2 separate regions of the Mus musculus genome follow, and region 2 is linked to region 1. The links are chromatin contacts, called in public Hi-C maps. All regions are on one chromosome and are shown on one strand. The core of a region is the stretch at or near the end of the contact, and the rest is flanking DNA. Distances in the headings are between cores, read along the strand shown. Region 1 holds the start of Dock8 (dedicator of cytokinesis 8). Region 2 overlaps Dock8 (dedicator of cytokinesis 8).

The links. A called contact is a pair of places that touch in the nucleus more often than the background predicts.
Region 2: a Hi-C map of granulocyte-monocyte progenitors shows a contact between it and region 1, with 4 times the contacts expected there. A contact is called at or near these places in 2 of 484 Hi-C or Micro-C datasets (granulocyte-monocyte progenitors and nephron progenitors), 1 of 130 datasets of targeted methods (neural progenitor cells) and 3 of 9 other capture datasets (adipose tissue, liver and pancreatic islet).

Annotation. Positions count from the first base shown.
Region 1 is chr19:24,996,767-25,004,707 of GRCm38.p6, forward strand. It overlaps Dock8 (dedicator of cytokinesis 8), which reads left to right and starts at 2,763. Exons shown (of 48, transcript NM_028785.3): 1 at 2,763-2,937. The coding sequence starts at 2,885.
Region 2 is chr19:25,135,513-25,143,453 of GRCm38.p6, forward strand. Dock8 (dedicator of cytokinesis 8) reads left to right here. Exons shown (of 48, transcript NM_028785.3): 23 at 1,805-1,900; 24 at 4,557-4,652. Among named protein-coding and RNA genes, the nearest start is that of Gm34186, 16 kb to the right of the region's middle.

The DNA.
Region 1 (7,941 bases), core at 1,513-4,012:
GGTGGTCATTGGGATCATAGTCAACTCAAAGCAGAAGCCATAGCCGGGACTTGAGGCTTTTAACTTACTCAGTAAGTCCAAAGTTTAAATCCGAGGAATAGGGAGGCATTGCCAACAACAGCTGTGAGTGATCGTAAGAGGGAGAGCCATTAGCTCTATGGAGCTAGAAGATGTTTAAACGGAAGTGTCTAGGTGACAGGCAGAGCTTTGGGATAGGAAATGGCCCTGCACTCACTGCTCTGTGATCTGGGCCAAGTCATTGTAATCCATCAGCTCCTCGGTTTCCTCTGTTGTAGGGTAGAGACAATGGCATTACTTAGTGGTTATTATGAATTAGGTAACTGGTTAATTGTAAAGGGGCTCGAAACAGTGCCCAGTTCGGGTGTCATTTAGTTGTGTGTTAAATAATACAAGAGAGACGCAATTTACAGAAAAATAAAGTTTGGGGAAACCTAAATGAGAAGTTAAGATAATTGATGCAGGGATGGCTGGTTGCAGAAGTCAAGAGCAAGGTTTTGTGAAAAGGGAAACAAAGTTGAATGACACAAGGCTAAAGAGAAGGAGGAAGGGCCAGAGAGGCCAGCAAATGAGGAAGGGAAGCCTTGCAGTTAGCTCTGCCTGGAGGAATAAAGAGAGAAGCTCGAGTATAGGGAACTGCAGAGACAGTGAACATGCAGAGAGGAGACGTTAGGATGGCCACTCCTGAGGTTTGCTGGTGAACCGTGAATTCGTTAGAGAGCAGATAAAGCTATGGCTAGCTCCATAGATAACATTCTTGATGATCTCAGTGACTGTTAAGGGAATGTGAAGGTATTTCTAAGCATAAAATGACAACATGGATAACGGTAATTAGATTAAGCTCAGCTCCACAGTCAGATATTATACATTGAATATAGTATAATGTGAGGCAAGGTGTGAGGTGCCATGATATACTCCTGACCGGCTCAAAAAAGTTTCCCTAATGGAAATATCTGAGCCATTTAAGATAACCTCATTACATTTTACTTGGGTTTATGTGGAACCAAGTATATTTTTGATTTGTATGAAAGTGCATGCCATGAACATTTAGAAACCCAAGACAAGCCCACCTGTACGTGGACTAAAGGCTCTGGTAAAAATGTTTCAATGGGTTACTTATTGTTCACAGAATGAAGATACACACACACACACAATTATTCTTTTAATATTTTTCTATCCAAGTATTTCCCCATAAATCCCATTGTAGTAAATATCTTTAGGAGACCTTTGGAAGTTAGAAACAACAGATATATATTTTTAAGCCTTCTAGAAAATTGACCCTGGGAATGAATCCAGGCCCTTGAGAATGTTAGGCCTTGCAGTTGCTTTGTAGCACAGGCAGACCTTGAATTTGTGATCCTCTTTCTTGCCTCAGCTTTCTGAGTAGTGGAGATTACAGGTTTGGATTACAAGGAATAGTTGGCCTCGTTTATTAAAGTCGTGTTTTCTGTCGGTCTGTACTTAGAGTCTCTGTATTGTTATGTTGTACACATTGTCTTTTATGTTTAAAGGCATTGGTATGAGGGAGGGGGAGAGTTACCTAACCAGCTCTGAAGGTTTGCTCAACTACCTACCCAGAAGCAGAGGAAGAAGGCTGCCAAGAATAAATAGCATATGGTCGGCCAGTATTTTAGTATTAGGTTACAAATTAAGTTGTAGTGGACCAGTGTTGTTCAGTAAGAACTCAATGTGCCAGCAAATGTGAGCTAAGGAAGTAATTTTTACATCTTCTTAATGGGAGCCACATTTTAATACAGGGAAAAACAAACAGGTGAAATTATCTTTAATAATATGTTTCTTAACTTAACAGCTTCCAAAGGATTGTTTTTAACATGCAATCAATACAAAAATTAAGACATTTTGCCTTATTTTTTTTCTGTACTGTCTTGGAAACCCAGTGTGTATTTATTTTCCAACCCATCTCACTTTAGACTAACCAAAAATTCAAGTGGCCAACGGCCACATGTGGCTTGTGGCTTCCATATCTAGACTCTGCAGCTTTGAGCCAAAAATATAGCCCTTTCGTGTTTCCGAAGGCAAGTTGACAAGTGGAAACACACGGAGTTCATACAACACAACTTGGACCAAATATATTACTTGAAATAGGCACAGTCTTTTCCACGCTCATCCTTTGGGGATTATTTTTATTTTTATTTCTCCAGATTTCTCCTTTGTGGTCTGGTCAGGTTTCTCCATGTAAAACAGAACTCTGTTGAGATACCGGTCAATCTCAATGCTGTGTATTCCCTCAGGTTCTAAAATGAAAAGTCATATAGCTCCTAATATTTACTCGTGGGATGCAGCCATTATAATAAAGTGTCCCATGAATGACAGTGCGCCTTCGGCTGGGAAAAAGTCGACTGATGTCCTAAGAGGCTGCCTTAAAAAGAAATGTTCCCAGGAATGGCGTCAATCCACCGGGTGGCCCCTCCAGACCCCGCTGGCTGCTTCTGGATCCAGCGCTCACTGCCCCAGTCGCCCTCCGGCTCCGGCCGCCGGCGTTTCCGGCCAGCTCTCGCGGTCCGCGCTCCGCAGCCACCGTGCCCGTCGGTCCCGGGTCAGCGGCGGGGGAAACGCGCGCCTGCGGCCGGCGACTCTGAGTATCCGGAGCGCGGCTCGGCGCGGCGTCCACGCCCTCGCCAAGCGCTCGGTGCGTGCCAGGCCGGGCGGCGCCGCGGGCGGCGGAGGGAGCAGAGCCCTCCCCCCGGGAGCTGCGCGGCCAAGGTGGAAATGCGGAAGTTTCCGCGGCGCGGCTGACAGATGAGGCTGGCGCCGGGCGCGCCGGGCTCTGCAGCGGCTGTGCGTTCGGGTCCCGTCCCCCCGCAGCCCCGCGAGCCCCGAAGCCGTGGAACCGCGCGCGCGCGCCATGGCCACGCTGCCGAGCGCCGAGCGCCGCGCCTTCGCGCTCAAGATCAACAGGTAAGACGGCGCGGTTCCTGGCCAGTCCGCGGCGGGGCGCGCCGGTCCCCGTGGCGACTCATTCTCGTCCTCTTGTCACCCGCGCTGCTGTCCGGACCAGCGTCTTGCGCCACCTCCCCAACCCGGCGTGGCTCCCGCCGCCCTCGCTGTTCTGAGACAGGTGGCCCGACCCGGAGCGCGGGGTCGCGCGCCCGAACTTGGCTTAACAAATTGCGCCTTCCTTCCAGTCGGGAGACAGCGGAAAGAAGCTAAGTGGCTGAAAATCAGCCCTGCTTTGAAGCAGATCGGTCCGTGGTCCAGGGTTAGGGCTCTTTCAACCCCCTCTTTCCAAAAAACATCTTGGCTTTGGATGGCAGCGCTATTTTTATACCTTGGTCCAAAAGGAGCCAACCATGAAGTGGAAAAAATGATTTTAAAAAAATTCCTCCTTTAAATAAGCGAAAGGGAATGAGCTGTAGCTGACGTTTAAAGATTTCTAGCACTCTAGAAAAGTGAAGAACACAGGGATTTCCAATTTATAAACAGAGCTGCACACGCCACATCTCTGTGAGTTGACTACTCATAAAGTTCTCGGTAGACTCAAGCGGCGGCGTTTCCTCCACTGAAAACTGCTGACAAGTATTCAAGGGGGCATTTTTGCCTTGACCTGGGAAATCTAGACTGCCTGGCTAAAAGATAATGTGGAAGGGCAGCGCTCTGGAGGACTTCCAGGGTTGGTGTTTTTTTCTTGTTCTTGTTTGTTTGTTTTTGCATGTGGGACGCTGGCCCACAGTAATTCATCTTTGGGCTGCTAGTGAGTGAAGCTGGAGTCACTAGGAATCACCATCCTTGAATAGTGAGCGGTAAGGACCACAGAGGGCCAGTGGAGTTTCCCTGTGCAGTTGTGAGCAAGACCTTTCACTTCCTTCACTATTTCATCTGTCCAATTAGTTTAATTATTAATGTGGACTGTATACAAATGCTAAAGGGTAACTATATCATAATTCAGTCTTCCTATCGGAGCCTTTCCCCTCATCAGGCTGTCCTGGCTGCAGTGGGGCCGTAGGGGCATAGGAAGTTTTGATGGCTGTCATCATTGCCTTCCCCGCTTCTCCTCTCTTTGTCCCTGTCATGAGAAAGAAAAAAAGCCAGGAAACAAGGAACAAGGGCAGGAAGCTGTTAGGGATTCAGGAGGGGTGAGACTGATCTGAAGTGACTGTCTGGGACCTAATGCAAGCCTGGAGACGCTCTTGCAAGGAGCTTCGGGGTTGGTATAACCCAAGGGTGGAGGATTAAAGTCCTTAGCCAGAAGTGGTGGACTTACCCATCATCCCAGCCCTCAGGAGGCTGAGACAAGACAATCACAAGCTGGATGCCAGTCTAGGCTGCATACAGAGACCTTGCAACAAGGAAACAAAACAGAAGCAACCACCCAAGCAAAACAGTGTTAGGAAAACCAAGAGCCAGGCTACATTCAAATTTCCTTACAAAGTTTTGCTGCAAACTAAGTATATCCCATTGGGCATACACATTTTATATTTTTCTCATGTTTGGTCTCCTCCCTCCTCCCCTTCTTTCTGTCTCTCCAAGGTCTCTCACTTTGTTTCACAAACTGGCCTTGAACTCCGAGCACTTGACCTGCTTCAACTTTCTGATTGCCAGGGTTGCAACTGTGTACCGGCTTTTGTGTCAGTGGGAATAACTAGTATCCGAACCCTAGTTTTTCCCTCTTCTGACTGTTAGGAGGACTGAGTAGAGTAGAGACAGCGTGCTTATGATGCCTGGCTCAGAATGAATGTTAAATAGCTGCTAGCTGACACATCAGTACCGCTAGCTTCGTCGTGGTCAATGCCATCTCTAATATCATCAAATCTGAGATGATACTTCAGAACCTACGAAGACAAAGTACCAAGGGCAGCTGAAGTTGGACTATTTTTCCAGGCAGAGGCCATTTGGGGCAGGGTATGGGGATGCCAGTGGCCACCTGCAGCTTTCTTGGGGTTATATCTCTCACATGTGCAACACAGTGCTGAGAACCCTAAACTGGAGCCAAATGTTCCAAGAAGTACCCATTTAGGAAAGAAAAGTATGCTTTCTAATCTTCTGGAAAGAGTCTACATTGTATTTTTCTTTTTAAAAAGAGTTTTGTTCTCCCCCCTGTAAGCCACTTTGTGTATTGGGAGCAAGAGTTACACTGAGGTCTTGGCTGGTATAACTTTCAGAAGAGTGGATTTCTGAGAATGTATTTGGTGTGGCTATAACATTCAAACCCGCCACTTGCAGGCTGAATACTGACTTGCAGATGTTGTTGCAGATGTTGTGCTCAGTCGTCCTGGACAGATGTGGTCAGCTTTCATTGTCCACTTGACACAATCCAGAGTCACCTGGGAAGAGAGTCAGAAATGATGGGTTGTCGGCATCGGGTTTGCCTGTGGACATGTCTCTGTTAGATTCTCTTCATTGTTGTTTGATGGAGGGAAGACATAGCCCCTGTGGGCAGTGCCATTTCACAAGCTTGATCCTAAGCTGCAGAAGAGTGAGGAAAGTGGACTTGAGCAAGCCAGGGTGTGTGGGGCTTCTTTAGCGCTTGGCTGTGGATACGATTAGCTGCTTGAATCCCTGTTTTGACTTCCCCAAAATGATGCACTGTGATATGAAATTGTAAACCAAATAAACCCTTTCCTCCGCTAAGCTGGAGATGTTTTTACCCTGGCGAGAGAAATGAAACTTGAAAGAAGGGGAAAGTGAAGCGTGGGGTGTACTTGCACAAGGCTGTGTAATTTGTAAAGATCACAGTCCGCGATAGCAGCCAGGACTACAGATGGCCCTTACATTGGCCCTCTGCATTAGGCCTGTACTATTTTGATCTACGTGTTTTAAGAATTTCCTTTAAAAGCAAAGAGTTAACTTTAAAAAAATCATTTCTGTAAACAGCATTGACAGCTCTGCTTCTGAGCAGTACCTGCTAGGTCAGCAAGGTGCTGTTCAGCAGAGTCAAACATGGAAAAAAAACCTTTTTTTACCTACATGAGTGTCTATTGGTTTTTAAAATAAATCCGATTCCAAAAGTAACACCGTGTGGAAAGGTGGCCATCAGGACTCTTAGTACACTTTCACATTTTCACCTTTCTATTTAACAATGATATTCCTTAAGACACTTGTTCTTTCTATTAATGAAATATTGTAATGTGACATATTAAAAATGAACAGTTGCAAAGAGCTCAGCTCTGGGCCCTACAGAGGAATGAGCAGTGTCTTACATACAGTCTGTGAAAAATGTTCCCCACTGCATGCAAATTTCTGTGGCTTCTTGCAAGCAGCATTGCCCAGTGCAGGGCCAGCGCCAAAGCCAGAGGAAGTCGTCAATGCTGGCAGCAGCTGTCTCGCCATGGTTGATCTGACTCTCTGGTGCTCTCAGAACCTTATATTCCCATGCTGGGTATCATCAGGGAGGACATGCTAGGAGCAGCTAGTGTGACTGTAACTCTAGTTGGGTATTTTGAAACATTTCTCTAGAACCAGTAACTCAGGGAGATAGAAGACAAGACTCTAGCGCCGAATTGTTCTGACTTGGAATGTCTGGTAGGCTAAGATGCATTGCTCTTGACTTTAGTTTTTCCCTGATTGTCACGAGCAAGAAAGACTAGATCTGAACTAGGTAGTCACAACAATGGTTGTGTTTGGGATTTTTAGGAACTGCTGTTATCAGATGTATCCTAGTTCTTTAAGGAACATTCCCCTGTTAATGAACGACCTCTTTGATGACTGGAATATGCTGCTTTTGTAGATGCAGGAAATTATTACTAATGCTGTGAAGATTCATCAGACAAGACCTTCATATTCTTTTTCCTCTTATGCAGTGTTGGTTATTAAAGCTAGGGCCATCTGCACGCTAGGCAAATGTTTTACCACTGAGCCATATCTCAGCCCACTTGCTTCTGTCAAACCCAGAATAAGTATAGAACTTGATCAAACATGAAAGTAAAACAAGAACTCTAGATAAATAAAGGAAAATCATAAACTGTTGTAAGCCCTGGACACCTAGGATTGAAAGAAGTAGATTGTAAGACTTACACTTTTATATTCCTTACTGTATTAGTTAACTTTTCTGTGGCCGTGACAAGATCTCATGACCCAAAGCAACTTACATACAGGAGAAAGAATTTAGTTTGGCTTATGGTTCCAGAGGGAGAGTTGATAAAGGGGGAGGGGGAGGCAACGCAACAAGCTGTCAGAGCAGAAAGCCAAGAGGTCACATCTTCAACTGCAAACTGCAAACAGAAACAGCAGTCTGGAAATGGGCCAAGGCTGTAAGCTTTCAAGTTTTCCCCAAGTGACAAGCCTCCTATAGCTAGCTTACACTACCTCCCTAACAGGGGAATCAAGTGTTCAAACACTTAAGCTTGTGGGAAGCATTTCTCATTCAAACTACCACACTTACTATGCGGCAGATGCGAATCTAAATGTTTATATCGCCATTCATCCACTTCTATGAATTAGGAACAATTACTGCCTTCATTTATAAGTGGGGAAACAGAACACAGGCAAGTTATTCACGTTTTGATATCACACAGCTAATTAAGGCCAGAGCCGGGATTGATATTCAGGCAGTCTGTCTCCAGAATCCTGCCCTCCTACTCACTATACCATGATGTGTCTTGGTTTTCCTTTAAAACAAAGAAGTAACAATATTTACTATCTACTAAGTACTGTGCCAGACAGCCAAGATTCCGGCACTAGTGAGGGAGGGGCTCTCCGGTCCCCACCCCTTAATGAGGAGCTAGCGGCAGCTGATAGCTGCTGGAGCAGGGAGAATCATTCTTTCTTGAGGTTGTTTCCCATACACCAGTGGGTGACCCCACACCCATGTACATGTGGGTGGCGCTAATTGGATTTAGTGCAATTAAAAAAAGAAACGCATGGGATTGGAGGGGGAACGTGTTGAGGGGATATGAGGAGAGTGGGAGGAGGGAAATGAATGGCTGTGATCATAGTTTATTGTACGAATATATAAAATTCTCACAA
Region 2 (7,941 bases), core at 1,384-3,883, 140 kb after region 1:
TAGCTATGTATGGAAGCAAACTGGCTTTGTGGTCACATACCTGGAAGCTGGTGCACAGTACCTTGATGCAGTCGCTTGTCTGACTGCAGGTGCTGATCCCATCCCTGTGTAGCATCTCACTGTCCCTTCTCTGGTGTATGGGTTTTGAGCCTTAGCACCCTGTGTTGCTGCGTGTTTGTTTCCTACATCTATCTTTTCGTTGTTTGCCACACAGCCTGTCTGGTTTATGGGCCATGTAGTGAGTATTTTAACTAGAGGAGTCTTTCAGTCAGTGGGTACTGGAAGGGACTGTCACCAAGCTTTCTCCTGGCACTCACCCTAGTACCTTTAAGCATTTGCTACTATGTTGGAACAAAGAGCTCTACAGTCCCGTTTACTTTAGACAACATGGTATAAGATGGGTGGTTGCCATGGACCAAGGTAGCTAGCTAATGCTGGGCATCTGAGGGACTGTGAGTCAGCGCAAGATGGCTAGCAAGGGATGTCCAGGGAACTTAGAAGTAAGTGGTGATGCTTTTTAGCAGAATGATACTTTTATGTCACTCTGTGTAAATATGAGGACTTCTCTTTTGACTTTGCTTTCACCAGCCTGCCTATATGTGTGTGTCTGTCCATAGGCCTGTGTGGGTGTCTGTCCATAGGCCTGTGTGCCTACCTTCATGTGGCCCCTATGCAGGTTTGCCTTTGTGCCTGTGCCTGTGCCTAAGTGTAGCCCGTGTCTGTCACTATGCTTGGGTGCCTGCAGCAGCTGCCTACCTAGCATGGATAACATGCATCTTATCTGTCAGTCACTTCAGCCCTCTGGCCTCCTAGGACTCTCCTCTTTGCCCCACCCCACCCCCACACCAAGTCTTGGTCCTCACACACTGCTTGTACACTCCTGGGGAGCTGATGACTCTCACTCCAGACTGTGGAGTTTCTTCCATGTAGAACTCTGCCTAGTTCTGAGTCTTCAGAGTGAGCTATGCAGAGGACAGGCCTGTAAGGGTCCCTTGCCCCTGACTCCCAGCAGTCTGCTTAAAATGGCTTGTCTCTGTGCATGTCAGCTTCCAAGAACAGAGAATTTTCCTAGAACCAGTCTGCTGTACACAGCACAGGGTTTCTGTCTGGACTGCACATGCTCTTGGCGCTGTGTCCTGTGTTGATTAAGCTTTTTGAAGCTCAGGTGTCCCCTTCTTCTTAGAACTCAATCTCTCCTCTTTGCGGGTACGTATTTGTCTCCCCCAACCCTTCATAAATTACCTGGCTCTTGAGAGTAAGAGAATTTTCCTGGCTCTCTCTTTATCTTAACCCCAGGTTCCGACTTGCTGGGTTACTCTGAGAGTAGAGCACTTGCCAGTCAGGAGCACTTCCAGAATGACCTCTGAACTCTCCCCTGTTCTGTTTAGTGAGCGGTCTTTCTTCTTTGTCACTTAAGCTAGTGTTTGTTTGTTTGTCTGTCTGTTTGTTTGTCTGTCTGTCTGTCTTTGTCAGCACCCTTGTAGGATGGCCGCTCAACAAGCACCCCGCTTTATCCCCTAAGGGAATCCAGTAGTCTCCGCTTGGGTTTTACCATCCTCCCTGAGTTGGTTCCTGTGTTTCAACTATACTTAACTCCATGTTACTGCACATCAATCTATTAACAGCAACTATCTCAGGAACAAGTAACATCATTTACTTTCTTTGCTTGGTTTTATATTTATATGTGGCTGTTATTTTATATTTATATGTGGTTCCAGTACAGAAAAGGCCTAACATAGAATCAAAACGAATTCTGCGGTTGTGATGTCCAGGAATTTTCCTCATCACAGTTTGTATGTTTCAGATTGCCGATCGCAACTGCAGCCGGATGTCTTACTATTGCTCTGGCAATAGTGATGCGCCAGGTTCAACTGCAGCCCCAAGACCAGTCAGCAAAAAGGTATAGACCGGGGCGGAATAAGGGTAATCTCAGCCCGAGAAAGGACTCACTGGTGTCTTCATGTTACAACTGAAAACAGACACTAAGTGCTTGCTTTCTGTCCCCTGCCCAGCTAACATCCACACATCCTTAACAAAAGCAAGTGGCAAAATTAATATTATTTTAACACTATATGAAGTAATATGCCTTCTTGACTACGTGTTTTTTGGCTGAGACCAAGTGCATCCAGAAAGAACCTGAGCCATTCCTCAAGGTTGACCTGCAACCCTCCTCAATTCTGAGTTCAGAAAACATGCAAAGTAGGGGATTCCTGAAACCAACAAAACCCCCTGGTCAGGACAGTGAGTGTGGTCCAGAGAGACATAGGCTATCAAACCAGTTGTCTGTCATGTGTCCCTCTCTGCTAGGCATCCAAGAGGTTGATGTCATGATTACCATTCAGGATCCTTAAAGTGCAGATACACTAACTGCAGTTATACATGAAGCTGTTTGCAGTCCCCAACAGCACGGAAAGATTTTATTACAGACAAGGAGAGCATGCGCCTCGAATGGCTGTCTTTGGCCTGGAGGCGTGAAGGATAGGGAACGGGAGGTGGCACTGAGCTGACGCTGTAGACCGTACAGTAATCCAGGCTCTAGATGTCGGCAAGATCTTCCAGGTGTTAACTCTGAGAGGGAAAGTGACAGGAACTTGTGGTTAGGCCCAAAACTAACTTGTCACCTACCCTAACATTTAGCATTAGGCTGTCACAGCCACTGGTCCCAAGTTCTGCTTTCCTTTAAAAACTGTATTATAAAAGGCTGAACATGTGACACAATCCTTAGCCCCCATCCCCCAGTACTGGAGAGGCAAAGAGATCTCTGTGAGTTCAAGCCAGCCTGATCTGCTTAGAGAGTTCTAGAAAACAAGAGCTACATAGTGAGTCCTGTCTGAAAATAAAATAAAACTGAAGCAATCAGCATATTTGCCTAAAGTCCGACTTCCTTAGTGTACATCCTGTTTGGTTTTGCGGTTGGCTTGCCTTGACCCGGAATGACCAGGAGGGAGTTGGTTTTATTTGGGGGGGGGGGAGTTAGCCAGTGTGTTGCCTTCATAGCTTAGCAACCGCTTTTGCTACTTGCCTGTCTTCTCTAACCTCTGGAGCAAGGTGTTCCTACACTAACACTGTCCAGTAAGCAATGTGAATTACATTGCGAAGCAGCTTATCCTTGTGTAATCTCTTCCTGCCCTAAGACTCTGGCAGACAGGCTGACCTATTTCTAGCGGCTACCTCCACGGCTGGTGGAGCGTTTCCTTCTTCCCATGGGAGGGTGGAAAGGGCAGCATGCTGTCATGTGCCTGGTTGGCAACCAGTGGGGTTAACACTCAACTCCAACCCCTCCCAGATGGCACAGCCTCACTTAAGACTACTTCAGCAAACAGATGTGCTCCCGTGCACTAAGATAACTAAGGTTTAAACTACCCTATAGAATGGGTGAAACCAGCCAATGAGCAGAACTTAACCGCAGAAAGTAGTCGGAACACTGTAACATCTGCTCAGAGATTTCTCCGTTTGTCTCCTTCCGATCTAGATAAGTAGCCCTCAAATTAAAAGTCTATAAGAGCTAGTAAATGCCATTGTGAGTACCCCAATCCTGTGGATGGTTTAAAAGTTTGTCATTTGCAATCATTATCACCATTCAGTTTTTGCTTTGGACTGACTTTGAAACTAACTTCCACACAAAGATGTGAAATTTGAGTGTTGAAATAGTTCTCACTCTCCTGGCTGCGGAAAAACCACAGAAGAGTCTATCTGTGTGCGTGTGTTCTAGGCTTTGCACACATGTGTAAGATGAGTGAACGCCAAAAGAATCCTGGCCATTGCTTTTGCCTTTAGTTGGTATGGCACTGTCTTGATTTGCCCAGCACCGAGCAGGTCCCCCAAGACAAAGGGAGTTCGTTCTATTTTGAGAGCATAGAAGTATCAAGCAAACCAAAATGAGTTATTAGTTTTATTTTTGATCCTCAGCTTCTTCCCTTTTTCCCCTTTAAAAAATTTTCATGTGTGTGTGTGTGTGTTGTAATTCAGAGTTTCACTCATAAACTCATCCATGACATTTCCCTCATGAAGCAATAATGGGATGATGCAAAGACTTGTCCAACCTTGAAGGCATCTGAATATATCATCCAGACAGTGGTTCTCAGAGTGTGGCATCCCAGTGCCAGCAGGAGCTTGACAGAATGCAGATCCTCAGCCCCTGCTCTAGACCTTCTGCCTCAGACTCTAAGGATGGCACCAGCCATCTGAGTGTTACTTGAGGATCATAGCGACCAACAACTCAGTTTTGTGGAAGAGCAAACTAAGAGCAGAGAGAGCAAACGCATTGTGTGGTTGGTGGGGCTTTGAAAGTCCTTTCTCTCTAGCATATACCACCAGTACCACCCAGGAGAGCTGCTCCACATATGCAACTGTTATTGTAAGGCTGGGGCCATGGTGCAGTGCCACCCGCTGCCCTCCTATGTGTTATTTCTGTACTGATTTTGCCACCTGTCATGGCCTGGGGTACCTTGGACACAAGCCTCTCAGCTGTTGAGTCAGAAGAGAAGGAAAGAGGGTTTAGTGGGTATTAATCAACCTTGCCGTCACAGCCTGGTTCTTGTTGGTTTGTTGTTTAGCATTTCCATGAGGAGCTTGCCCTGCAGATGGTGGTCAGCACTGGAGTAGTGAGAGAAACGGTCTTCAAGTACGCCTGGTTCTTCTTTGAGCTTCTGGTAAGATTCTTGTGTTTGTATCTATGCTCCGGCTGGGCGAGCAAAGCACGCCTGGGGAAGGCAGAGTTTCCTGTGTCAAGACCTAATCCGAAGCCTAGGGTTGCTCCTTGAAATGCAGCTGTCTCTCATCCTCCATCCATCTTTCACCAAACTTTATCGACTCTACCTTAAAAGTCAACCCCCGTCTTTGTATCTCCTCATGGTTCCCACTTGACCAAGCCACCATTGTTCCTCATGTACTTCTTGAGGTATCTTTGCTCTCAGTCCATCCCGCCCACCCCAGGCAGCCAGTGTCATACAGACTGTGTCAGCCTCCTTGTGGTCTTCAGAATACTAGAAGTAAAGTGCCATGAAAAGAAACCATAGCTAAAATGTCCTTGTATAATCCTAATGTGTACCTGTGTCTCATGCCATGGTCCCCTCATTTAGCCACATTGGACCCCTTTTTAGTTCCTAAAAAATACCAGGCCTGGACTTTTTAACCTAAAGCCTTTTTAAAAGTTTCCTCTCACAAGCTACCTTTTACTACTCACCCTCAACACACTTTCTGCTCTGTCTCCTGGCACCACCTCCTACAGAGCCCTTCTCTGGCCACCATACTCAGTAATGGTGTCTCAACTTTACTAGCCTCCTCTTGGAGCCCCCATTCACTCCTTACGAGCACTGTATGCAATTTGCCATTGTTTTCTGTCTTACCTACTGGATTTCTAGGATGTGATCCGTCTTTATTACTCAACGCTTGATATCGTACAAGCAGTAACTAGCAAGACTAACAGTGGTTGGGAGGAATATGGAATCTGTATATCTATTTACCTACCTATGGAGTCAGTCTCCCAGCAGAACAGCCAAGGGTACATTTATTGCTCCTCCATGTTATCATGAGAAGAGTGCCGATACCTCCTTCTACTTCACTATTGACAGACATGGAAAGATTTTGTCATAAAGACCATTAAGAACAGAGGCTGGGAAGATGATGACTCAGTGGGTGAGAGCACACATGCTCTGCAAGATGCGAACCTGAGTCCGAATCCCCAGAGCCCACATACAAAACTAGGCGGGGCTGCATGTGCATGTAACCCCAGCATTGGAGGACAGATAGGTGGGTGCCAGAAGCTCAGTGGCCAGCCAGCCTAGCCAACTCTGGAACCTTCTGGTTCAGTAAGAGTCCCTAGGTGGGGGCAGGAATGGTGGTGTACTCCTTTAATCACAGCACTCCAGGAGGCAGAGGCAGGAGGATCTCTGTGAGTTCAAGGCCAGCATGGTCTAAAAAAATCAAGTTCTGGGACAGGCAACAGAGAAACCCTGTCTCAAAAACAAAACAAAAACAAATAAAAACAAACAAATAAAAACAGAATCCCTGGGTAATAAGGCAGAAAGCAATAGAGGGATATAGCATGTAGTTTCTAGTACCCCTCTTTAATTAAGCTCTGGGCAGATAGCACTACCAGCCCCTGCCCTGGTTCTCTTGGATCCTCCAATGAAAGGCACACACACGCACACACCAGCTTATTTTTAATATGCTTTTAGCTCAATGGCTGGGTACTTCTAAGCCTCCCTTGGCTAGCATGTCCTTTTCCTCATGCCCAGCTCAACATCTCTAAATCTGCCCTCAGCTTAGTTGCATTTCTAATCTTGCCTGCTACCCCAGGCCCAGTTGGGGAAGCAGCCCGATGGTCACTCCCTCCAAAGCATGGCTAATCTCTCTTGCATCTCCTAGCCTGGCTTTTGGGAATATGGAAGTCCTGCCTCTTCTACCCAGCCATTGGCCACTAGTATCTTGATTGATCAGTCAAGAACCAATTGGGGAACAGGACCTTCAGCATTCTCACCCACACATTCCCCATCGAAGCATCAGAACCATCCTCCTACAGAGGAAGACATCCAAAACCCAGTCCTTCGTGTTTACTGGGTTCCTTCCTCTCACACTAACTGAAGAATATGTTTAAGGAAAAGGAGTAGAATTCCTACCTGAGCTCTGTTTCCTCCATTGAAATCCGAGGCAGAGAAAACAGCAATGCTGAACAGACAGAAAGAAAAGGGCCAAAGGAAAGGAAGATACCACACATCTGGAGGAAGCAAGGCATGGCGGGCAGCAGAGTTAAGAATCTTGTCTTTTACCATGGAAACAGTTTTAATCCCTGAGAGGCTCAGCGTCCCAAGGCCTAGTCTGAGGATGACCCCAGTGCACTGACTCAGATCCCACAATCCCATGGGAGCGTTTGATAGAATGAATGAGGGTCCTGTTGGGAGTGGAGGAAACTGTACGTATGTACCTGTCTTCCTAGCTGACTTCAAGGCACACCTACAGTGTGCTAGTCCCCACCACCTCTATTTTGTGAGTCCTAACCATAGCTACAGGGCTCTGGAATTTTGACCAATTCAACACCAGATCTTAATCTTCAAGCCAAGCTGGTTAAGGCCTGTGGCTACAGCTTGCTAGCCTTTGGTTAATAGCATCATGGTATACATGAGCTCTGTGGTCTGGCACAAAATGGACTGGTAACAAAACTCATCCCTTTTTTTTTTCAGGAGACACAGAAAGTATTTTTTTTTTTTAATGTCTCGAAAAACAAAACAAGCAAAAAACCTGTCCTGTATGTCCTGTTCTGCCCGCCGTCAAGCTTCCCCTCAGAGAAGATCCACTTGGGCCATGACCCATCTATCAATAATTCATAAAATAATCCCAAATTCAAGTCAAAATTGCAGACGGGGGGGGGGGGGAAGAACTAAATTTGCCTTAGTGAAAGGTGTCCTAACTATTAACTCGCACATTTACACACACTTCCTTAACCACTCTTAGATCTTAGGCAACACCCTGCTTGTGGAAAAAGCACCGAGATCCCTAGGGCAGGGACTCAAGCCCAACTTCATGAGGGATCCGGTAGCAACTCTGCGGGCTCTCAGGTCCATCCTTGAATCCTGTGAGAACTTCTCTTCTCCCCATAACCCGCACCAGGGCTCGAGAGATACGCCACCTTCCTCAGCTGGGGACAGGTGGAGCCTCCTTCTCTAACTCTCAAGTCTAGGTTCTTTCTGTTCCCTGTTTTGCCTCTTGGAGAAGTTCAGAGTTTAAATGTCTCAGTCCACTATACTGACTGACAGTAGGCTAACCCATGCCATCCAGTTAGAACATTGTGTGACTTATTTGGTTCCCCGTCATCATGAGCTCAGCTTGAGTGGTTCCAAAGAGCATCTTGTAGCTCCATTTTGAAGGCAAGTTTGTATTCTGGGAAGAAATAACATTGACTCTGTCTGTTGAGTAACGTCAGTAGCAGTTGGCACCCCTGAA